Regions from separate parts of the Pan troglodytes genome. Here region 1 is linked to region 2. The links are chromatin contacts, called in public HiChIP or PLAC-seq maps. All regions are on one chromosome and are shown on one strand. Each heading gives the region's core, a stretch centred on a gene start, on an enhancer-like site or on the middle of the called end of the contact. The rest is flanking DNA. Distances are from core to core; before and after follow the strand shown. Region 1 holds the start of LAMP2 (lysosomal associated membrane protein 2). Region 2 holds the start of LOC737328 (putative uncharacterized protein CXorf42).

Region 1 (4,649 bases), core at 1,332-3,831, 220 kb before region 2:
GAAAGAGCTTAGGGTTTTACTGAACATTAAAGTTATGCGATTTACAATTGAGAGAGAAGAGCTAGAGTCCAGGAAGTATTGGTGGGGCATCTTCAGAGGGCTCAACTCAATTGTGGGTCCTCTGAAGACTACTATGCCCAGGACATAGCTCCTGCCAAGTCTCATTGATGGCAGTCAAATGACATTTTGCTAAAGGCAATGACTAACACTGTATGCAGTGTTCATTAGTCTTGTGTTGGGTCACTTGTTCACAAATTAGTTTCACCTATGGTAGTAAACATTCATTGACAAATGTTCTCACTTTCAGGAATTAATTACATTAAAGCAAACAATAGTGGGGCAGATCGGTGGTTCTTAATATTTGAATTAGGGTAGGGGTTAGGGCAAGGAGTCACAGGTCCCATTGGAGAACTAGTGAAAACTACAAACTTCCCCACAAAAATACACATACATAAATGTTGCATGTAATTTCTGAGGATTCACCGACACCTCTCCCATCCTGTCTAAACTCATACATAAACTCCAGATTAAAATCTCCTGGACTAGATGATTTTGAAGCTCTCTTTCAGTGTTTTTCTCAAAGTGTGGTCCATGGACCACAGAATCAGAATCACTTGGGGTGTTTTTTAAAGAAGTGATTAATAAGACTGCCACAGACCTACTGTTTCAGAATCTCTGGGGAATGAGGTACAGGAATCTGTATGTTAAAAAAAAAAAAAAAACCCAAAACCAGATGGTTCTTTTGGAAACTAACACTTGAGAATCAGTGCTTTATTCCAACTCAAGATTTTTAAATGCTTTCATCTGTTGAATATTTTAGGTTTTTGTCTGTTCATCTATCAAGTATAGCAAACAGTATGCTTAGTATGAACTCATTACAGAATATTTGTGTGTATGTACATAGGAAAAATATCTGGAAGTATAGATGTGGGTGTGTGTATATATGTGTGTAAATATATATAATAATGTTAATAGTAGGAATACAGATGATCTCTATTTTTCCCCTTTATCCTTCTGTTTTATTTCTCTCATTTTTTTCTTCCTGTGTTTAAAAAAGATGCTTCTTGTTTCTGAGCTCAATTCCCCCACCTGAGAACAGGGTGCTGTAACTAGGTGAATTTCAAGATCATGTCTTGTTCCGATGGTCCGTGACTCCATACTACCCTCTAGGTTCCCTCGTCCATCTCACAGCATGAACTGCATAGGTAACAACAGTGTTTGGAGAATAAGCATGTATTATTTTTGTATGTATTACGTTTGAGATGCCTAGCAACCGTTTTTGTGCCCGAAAAATTTTTCTCTTCTTTGTCAAGGAGCCAAAACGGAAATAGTCTACTATCTACGGCCCTCAAAAGTTCCTCCTCTCTCTTTAGCCTTAGAAAATACCGTCCGCCATAGGCATGGGCAAAGACTTCATGACTAAAACACCAAAAGCAATCGCAACAAAAGTCAAAATTGACAAATGGGATCTAATTAAAAGAACTTCTGCACAGCAAAAGAAATTAGCATTAGCGTGAACAGGCAACCTGCAGAATGGGAGAAAATTTTTGCAATCTACCCATCTGACAAAGGTCTAATATCCAGAATCTACAAGGAACTTAAACAAATTTACAAGAAAAAAACAACCCCATCAAAAAGTGGGCAAAGGATATGACCAGACACTTCTCAAAAAAAGACATTTATGCAGCAACAAACATGAAAAAAAGCTCATTATCACTGATCATTAGAGAAAGGCAAATCAAAACCACAATGAGATACCATCTCACGCCAGTCAGAATGGTGATTATTAAAAAATCAGGAAACAATAGATGCTGGCGAGGCTGAGGAAAAATAGGAATGCTTTTACACTGTTGGGAGTGTAAATTAGTTCAACTATTGTGGCAGACAGTGTGGCGATTCCTCAAAAATCTAGAACCAGAAATACCATTTGACGCATGCACACCTATGTTTATTGCAGCACTATTTACAATAGCAAAGACTTGGAACCAACCCAAATGCCCATCAGTGATAGACTAGATAAAGAAAACGTGGCACATATATGCCATGGAATACTATGCAGCCATAAAAAAATGAGATCATGTCCTTTGCAGGGACATGGATGAAGCTGGAAGCCATCATCCTCAGCAAACTAACACAGGAACAGAAAACCAAACACTGCATGTTCTCACTCATAAGTGGGAGTTGAACAATGAGAACACATGGACACAGGGAGGGGAACAACACACACGGGGGCCTGTCAAGGGGTGGGGGCCAAGGGGAGGGAGAGCATTAGGAGAAATACCTAATGCATGTGGGGCTTAAAACCTAGATGACGGGTTGATAGGTGCAGCAAACCACCATGGCACATGTATACCTATGTAACAAAGCTGCACATTCTGCACATGTATCCCAGAACTTAAAGTAAAATTAAAAAAAAAAAAAAGAAAGAAAGAAAAAGAAAAAGAAAATGCCGTCCGCGCATATCTCTCAGGAGCATAGGAAGGGCTGTGAACCAAAAAGCCAGGGCGTGGTCGCCCCGCCCACCGGCCGCTACATCACCACCCCTCTCGCCGCTTTCAAGCGCGGAGATTGGCTGTAAGCAAGAAAGAGCCCCGCCCCTAGTCTTATGACTCGCACTGAAGCGCCGATTCCTGGCTTTTGCAAGGCTGTGGTCGGTGGTCATCAGTGCTCTTGACCCAGGTCCAGCGAGCCTTTTCCCTGGTGTTGCAGCTGTTGTTGTACCGCCGCCGTCGCCGCCGTCGCCGCCTGCTCTGCGGGGTCATGGTGTGCTTCCGCCTCTTCCCGGTTCCGGGCTCAGGGCTCGTTCTGGTCTGCCTAGTCCTGGGTGAGTTGTCGGGCCCTCCCGATTAGTCTGTCCGCCTGGGCCCGGGGCACCAGTTCAAAGCTACAACCTGAAAGACTGGTCCGAGGGGGAGGGGGTTGAGAGGCTCAGCAGCTAACACTGGGCGGCGGCGGCGGTTGGCCCGGGGAGGCAAGCGGTGACCTAGAGAAGGCCTGACCGACGGATGGCGGGGAAGAAGGGCCCAGGAGAGTAAGAAGGGGCCGGTAACGGGGGGTGGACGCCGAGGGAGTAGGCTGGGAGGAGTGAAGCGTGGAGAGGGTCAGGGTGGAAAGAGTAACTTGGGGAAAACACTGAGGAGTGAGCGTAGGAGGGTGGTACATGCAGATTTTGGGCGCCAGAGACAATTAGGAGAGTCTTGGTTTGCTGAGATCAGGGAAGAGTTTTGAAGATGGTGGAAAAACTGTGGGGTGAGATAGGAAATTAAGAGAGAAGACCATGCCTGCCTGGAGTAGCTTGGGAGAAGTGTGTGGGTGGGGGACAGATGGGACAGATAGGACAGTAGAGCCTGAGGGGCAGGGGCAGTGACAGGGTTGGGCATTTTGAAGGTTGGAATTTGAGACTGTGAAGAAAGGGTGATTCAAGCGATTAGGAGTGATGCTGGGTTTGAGTTTGGTAGTCATAGTTTTAAGGGCGAAGGAACCTAAGGTAGCTGGGGCAATTTCCAGGAAAGAAAACTTGGACCCAACCTCTGGAGACTAAGGGGTTCGGGGGGAACTTTGATGGGGAGTGCACATCTGACTTGGAGGTATTGAGGATGTCGATTTTCTCCCAGTTTTGCTACTTCCTCCCAGCCAGACGCTGACAAAAAAATCCCCAGACGTTTCAGTTAGGAGGGCCTCCCAGATGTGAGGTTTTGGGGGTGGAGTATTTCAGTTTGGTAGACTACCTCTTTGCCTTCAGAGTTTCTTCTTTTCTTTCTTCCCCATCACACAGCTAGCCTATTACCTCATATTTTGGGGGTACAGGGAGCAGGTAGACAACTTGCTAAGGATTGGGTTGTTACCAGGGCCTAAGAATGGCTGGATGGGGCCGGGCGTGGTGGCTCATGCCTGTAATCCCAGCACTTTGGGAGGCCGAGGTGGGTGTATCACCCGAGGTCAGGAATTCAAGACCAGCCTGGCCAACATGGTGAAACCCCGTCTCTACTAAAAATACAAAAATTAGCCGGGCGTCGTGGCACATGCCTGTAATCCCAGCTACTTGGGCGGCTGAGGCAGGAGAATCGCTTGAACCCAGAAGGCGGAGGTTGCAGTGAGCCGAGATTGCGCCATTGCACTCCAGCCTGGGCGACAAGAGTGAAACTCTGTCTCAAAAAATAAAAATAAATCAATCAATAAATAAATGGCTGGGTGAATGTTCACTGATTGTGTTGTGCCCTAATAGGCAGTGGGTCCCTAACAACTTTAATGCCTAAAAGTGAACTTTGACTAAAGTGTCTCTTCCTGACTTTGATTCATGCTGTGCTTGTTGCTACCCACCTGCTCTTGCTATTTGTGACTTAATAAAATAACATAAAGAACAGACCCAGATGGGAGTGGGGAAGAAATAGACATATTAGGGGTCTGAGAAAGCAGTGAGAGGTATACATTTTGTAATTCACATTTCAGTAGAATGAAATCAACACCCTGGAATAGTGATTCTCAACCAGGGGACATTTGGCAACATCTGGAGACATTTTTGGTTGTCACAACTGGGGGATTGCTTTTAGCATCTAGTGGGTAGAGGCCAAGGATGCTGCTAAACATCCTGACTAAGCACAGGGCAGCCCCTGACAACAAAGAATTATCTTCCTGAAAATGTCAATGGT
Region 2 (4,531 bases), core at 1,962-4,461:
ATTTTAAAAGTTTGGAGTACCAACTAACATATGATGAAAGCTGTTCATTCAAAGCACAGTAAACCTTCTCTTCCCTTCTTGCTGTATCTCTCACCCCCTAACCAAGCAAAAACTAAACAAGTTTAAAAGCTACCTATAATGAAAGGGGGTCCAATGGTCAGGAAAGGAATTTTATTTGTAGGAAAGCAGAACAGACCAAGAAGCCTGAGTGGCCTTAATAATTGTCTTTGGGACAGGATCACTGGAAAGTTTAATTAATTTTCTGTTTCTCAACTAGTCATTTCACTTTTACTTTTGTTTTTAATCTGGAGGGCTTAACCCTACTTCAAACAACCCAGTAGTTTGAACTCTATTTCAAACAACAACAACTCACTTTGGGAGGCTGAGGTGGGAGGATCACCTGAGGTCAGAAAACAACCTATATCAAATGGATTTGGAGGTATCAATTGTTTCACATTCTAGAAAGGTTTTATTGGCTGAAAATGGAATGAGTTAGGTTTTATAGCCGTATTGTCAGTGTTTGCTTGCCTTTTGACCTTGATTGTGAATTCCATGAGGGCGGTAACTGTCCTCTCCTGTGTTAAAATGCCAACAATCTTGTGGGTGCTTAATATATATTAATTGATGACGAAAGATAAAGTGACACTCGTTCAGTCTTAGAGCACTTCCTATATGTTATGCTTATGGTTACAGATTTGGTAAGGTCACTCCATGGGATCTGCAGAAACCCTAGTAAGGTAGAGTGGAAGAAACAAAGTCTTAAGCAGAAGATGTGAGTGGGTTGGAATTCTGATACTGCCACTTCCTAGCTCTTTGATCTTATGCCTGATTCTTCATCTGTAAAATAGGGATAATAATACCTTCCCACAGAGTCACTTTGAGGATTAAATGAATCAACTATGCATAGTGTCAAACTGCTCACGGTTTCCAGAATATGCCATACAATTTACTGCCTTCAAGTCTGAGCCTGGAGCCCTGAGCTTGGAATAGTCATTCCCTTCATAGCCACACCTCGCTTAACCTGTTGTCTGGTTAGTTCCTGGCAAGTGCCTGGTTTTCCATAAAAACCCAACTCAAGTACTAACTTATTTGTGAAGCATCCCTTGGCCCAACAAATTGTAGATAGAGATGGTTGCTTAATGCTGAACGAATGAGTATCTGGAACCCAATAAGTGCCAAATATATGTTGCTTTCTCACCACTATCCCCTTTTCTGCTTAATCCCAACAAATCTCTCTTTAAGTGACCTGTCTAATACTGCCTATTGCCCTTTTTTCTTAAAACTTTCCAAAGTCAATTGGATAGGGATATATAACTCTCCTACTGGAAAAGGAGTCGTCGATAATTGCTAACAATAATACAATCTACCAAAAAAAGCAACAGACAGCTTATTCCAAACTTGAACAAAATTGAGGGAATATACTACCTATGAGTCATTTGTGAAAATTACTTGGCAATATATGAAGTCAAATCAAATAAGAAATGAGTCCAAATAAAGAATTAAGAATGGAGATTTTGCAGTAAGCCAATCTATTTAAGTGGAAGACTAAGTCCAAACAACAGATTGATTATGACTATGTGACAATGAAACTTATAAAGCCCGACACTGTAAACTTCATTCATTTTTTCAATACATATTAAACATATATCATTTAGTATTTACTCTGTGCCAGGCAGTGTTGTAGGCAGTGTTGTAGGCACTGTGGATATAATTATCATCAAGTTGAGATATTGGTCTTCATGGAGCTTACATTATAATGGAAGAGACATACAATCAACATTTGTATATATATCATATAAATATATAATACAATAACAGTAAGTGCTATGAAGAAAAATAGAGCAAAGGGATAGAGAATGATGAGGGTGTTATTGTAAATTGTGTGGTCAAGCACAGCCTCTCTGAAAAGATGATGTATGGCCAAAGAATGGAATGAACTAAGGGAAAGGGCCATACAAATATCTGGGGAAGAACATTTTAGGCAGTGGAATGTGTCAATGCCCTTCAACCAAAGACTACCAGAAACATACCCATAGTTGACAGATTGAGTTTATTACTCTTACTCCAGGGAGGGACAACACACACTATAGGTAACTATGATGTGTTTCAATAAGAAGTTGTTAGAATGAACCTATTATAGGATTTGGACAATTTGGGGGAAGGTCTAGGAATCAGGAGTTCCGTCTCAGATACATCAGAAAGCAGGGGCAATTGTATGATTGCACATTTCAATAAATCTTATTTATAGGGAGGGCAGACTAGAGGGAGGATAAAGCTGTACATTAACTGGCAAAGTAGCAGTGACCTATCTTGGCCAAGAAGGGGTGTTTGGTGTTTTCTGGGTGTCACAGTGAGCTTGTTTTTGTCTGTGCTTAGACAAGCTTATGAAGTGGTCTTGTTTTGTCTCACTTGATCAGGCTCCCAGTGATCTTGTCTTGGGTTGGTGTTCTGTGAGTTTATGTTCAACAAGAGAAGAACATGCCTAATTGTGAGTGCGAGGTCAGTTTGTGGATATCAGGGGCTGCTCCCACTTCCCTTTCTCAAACAGCAAGCGAAAAGCCTTAGAATATAAGGAACAACGCCGGGCGCGGTGGCTCATGCCTGTAATCCCAGCACTTTGGGAGGCCGAGGTGGGAGGATCACTTGAGGTCAGGAATTCGAGACCAGCCTGGCCAACGTGACGAAACCCCGTCTCTACTAAAAATACACAAATTAGCCGAGTGTGGTGGCGGGCACCTATAATCCCAGCTACTTGGGAGGCTGAGGCAGGAGAATCACTTGAACCCAGGAGGTGGAGGTTGCAGTGAGCTGAGATCGTGCCATTGCATTCCAGCCTGGGTGACAGAGTGAGACTCCATCTCAAAACAAAACAAAACAAGCAAACAAAAAAAGAATATAAGAAACAAATTTTAGAAGTAGTAGGAGAGGAAGAAGTACAACCGTGGCTATCACCTCATCTTTAATAGAAAGTAGTCACTTTCTACTGTATTATTGTATGGAACATACTTATACTAAAACATTATTCTTTATTTGAAATTCAAAGATAAGTGGCCTACTGTATATTTCTTTTTGCTATTAATAAATCTGACAACACTGAAATAAACACTTTCAGTTGTGTACGAAATACTTTGAATACTTTGTCCCTTTTCTTCCCATCTCAGATTTTTCTTTTAATAGACTCCGAAAAAATATGTGAATCTGTTTGAGCCAGTCCTATTTATTATATATGTACATATATACACACATAACCAAATGTACATATTTTATACACACACACACGACACAGAGTGCGCCCAATATTATAGAACATGTAATACACACATTCACGGAAAGCACCCGTACAAGAACAGAATTGTCTATGTTGTTGATATGGCCATTCTGTGAAATGTCTCCAGTGGACTGTCGTCCTACCCTTCAGTTATTTCAAGTAGAAGCCTAAGGAAGACGTGGTCTCTGTGCGGACTTAGACCCTGGCGAGCCTCAATGCGGAACCAAAGGATGAGCGAAATCGGTTGCAGTGGCGGTTTATTTACACCAAGACACACACCTCTTCACCTTGGCCGGAGGCCACACAGACCTGGGGAAATGTTTTGCCAACGTACTCGCAGTAGTTCCCATGGTTTCCTTTGCTCCCAGCGGTTGCGCGGGCTGGGTTTTTGGAGCAAAGGCAACGGATACTGCTGAGGCTCCTGAGAATGTCCCGTTTTCGAGGCTGCAGTAGCTCCAGTGTCCGGTTCTGCAGTGCCGAGAGGGAGGCCTCGGGCTCCGGGCGGGGGAATGTGTTGCAGTTTGTCCAAGAGCCCCAAGCCCAGCAAAGCCGCCCGTTCCCCGCTGGGGCGCAACTCTCACTGGAACTCTTGTTCTCTGACTGGGGAATGGAATGGGCTCAGCCAAGGCTCCCGAAACCAGCCCTGCCGCTCCCACTTGTGGTCGCATTCTCAAGAGCGGCTGACTGCGCCGTGGACCATCACTTTCGCTTCTGCCTGCTCGTGCGCCTATTGCGGCAACTACTCACGCTCCTACGGGACGAGGAGAGGGAGGTGAATCCGTGGCAGAGGTGAGTGAGATCATGGCTGCACCTTCGCTCTAAGGAGCCCGCTTGCCTTCAGCGAGTCCGCTTCATCTTTCAGCCCGCTTCTGACCATTTGCATTTCGCTCCTTCTACCTTCACCGCGCCCATTTTCATCCTTTTCTGCAATCTATCCACGGCAGCTCCTTGTTCGCCCTTCTCCTCTCTCACATTCTCACTCATCCTTGGGCCCCTTTGTAGGGTGCCCCGGTCTCCCTCCACCCTCTTTCGCCTCTGATCTCGGAGCAGACACGGCTAAGGGTCACAGACCTACGTATAGCATTTATTTGTTTTGTGTTATCGTTCGTGAACATATTTTTATTCTCCACTAGACTGAGCTCGTGGAAAGGAGGACCCCTATTTTATTCATTACAGAATTTGCAGTGCTTGGCACTTAATAGGGGCTCAATCTACTGAAAGTGTTGTGTGTTGAGTGAATGGTCGGTTTGAGATCCTAACAGG

Evidence for each region. HiChIP or PLAC-seq counts read pairs in DNA pulled down with a chosen protein or histone mark.
Region 1: a contact with region 2 is called in an H3K4me3 HiChIP or PLAC-seq map of stem cell-derived excitatory neurons, with 5 times the contacts expected there. The contact joins the promoter of LAMP2 here to the promoter of LOC737328 in region 2. A contact is called at or near these places in 1 of 7 Hi-C or Micro-C datasets (stem cell-derived neural progenitor cells) and 1 of 1 datasets of contacts at active chromatin or transcription factors (stem cell-derived excitatory neurons).

What each region holds. Positions count from the first base shown.
Region 1 is chrX:118,078,720-118,083,368 of NHGRI_mPanTro3-v2.0_pri, reverse strand. LAMP2 (lysosomal associated membrane protein 2) reads left to right here and starts at 2,581. Exons shown (of 9, transcript XM_016943226.3): 1 at 2,581-2,824. The coding sequence starts at 2,761.
Region 2 is chrX:117,856,363-117,860,893 of NHGRI_mPanTro3-v2.0_pri, reverse strand. LOC737328 (putative uncharacterized protein CXorf42) reads left to right here and starts at 3,211. Exons shown (of 2, transcript XM_063804312.1): 1 at 3,211-4,057. The coding sequence starts at 3,696.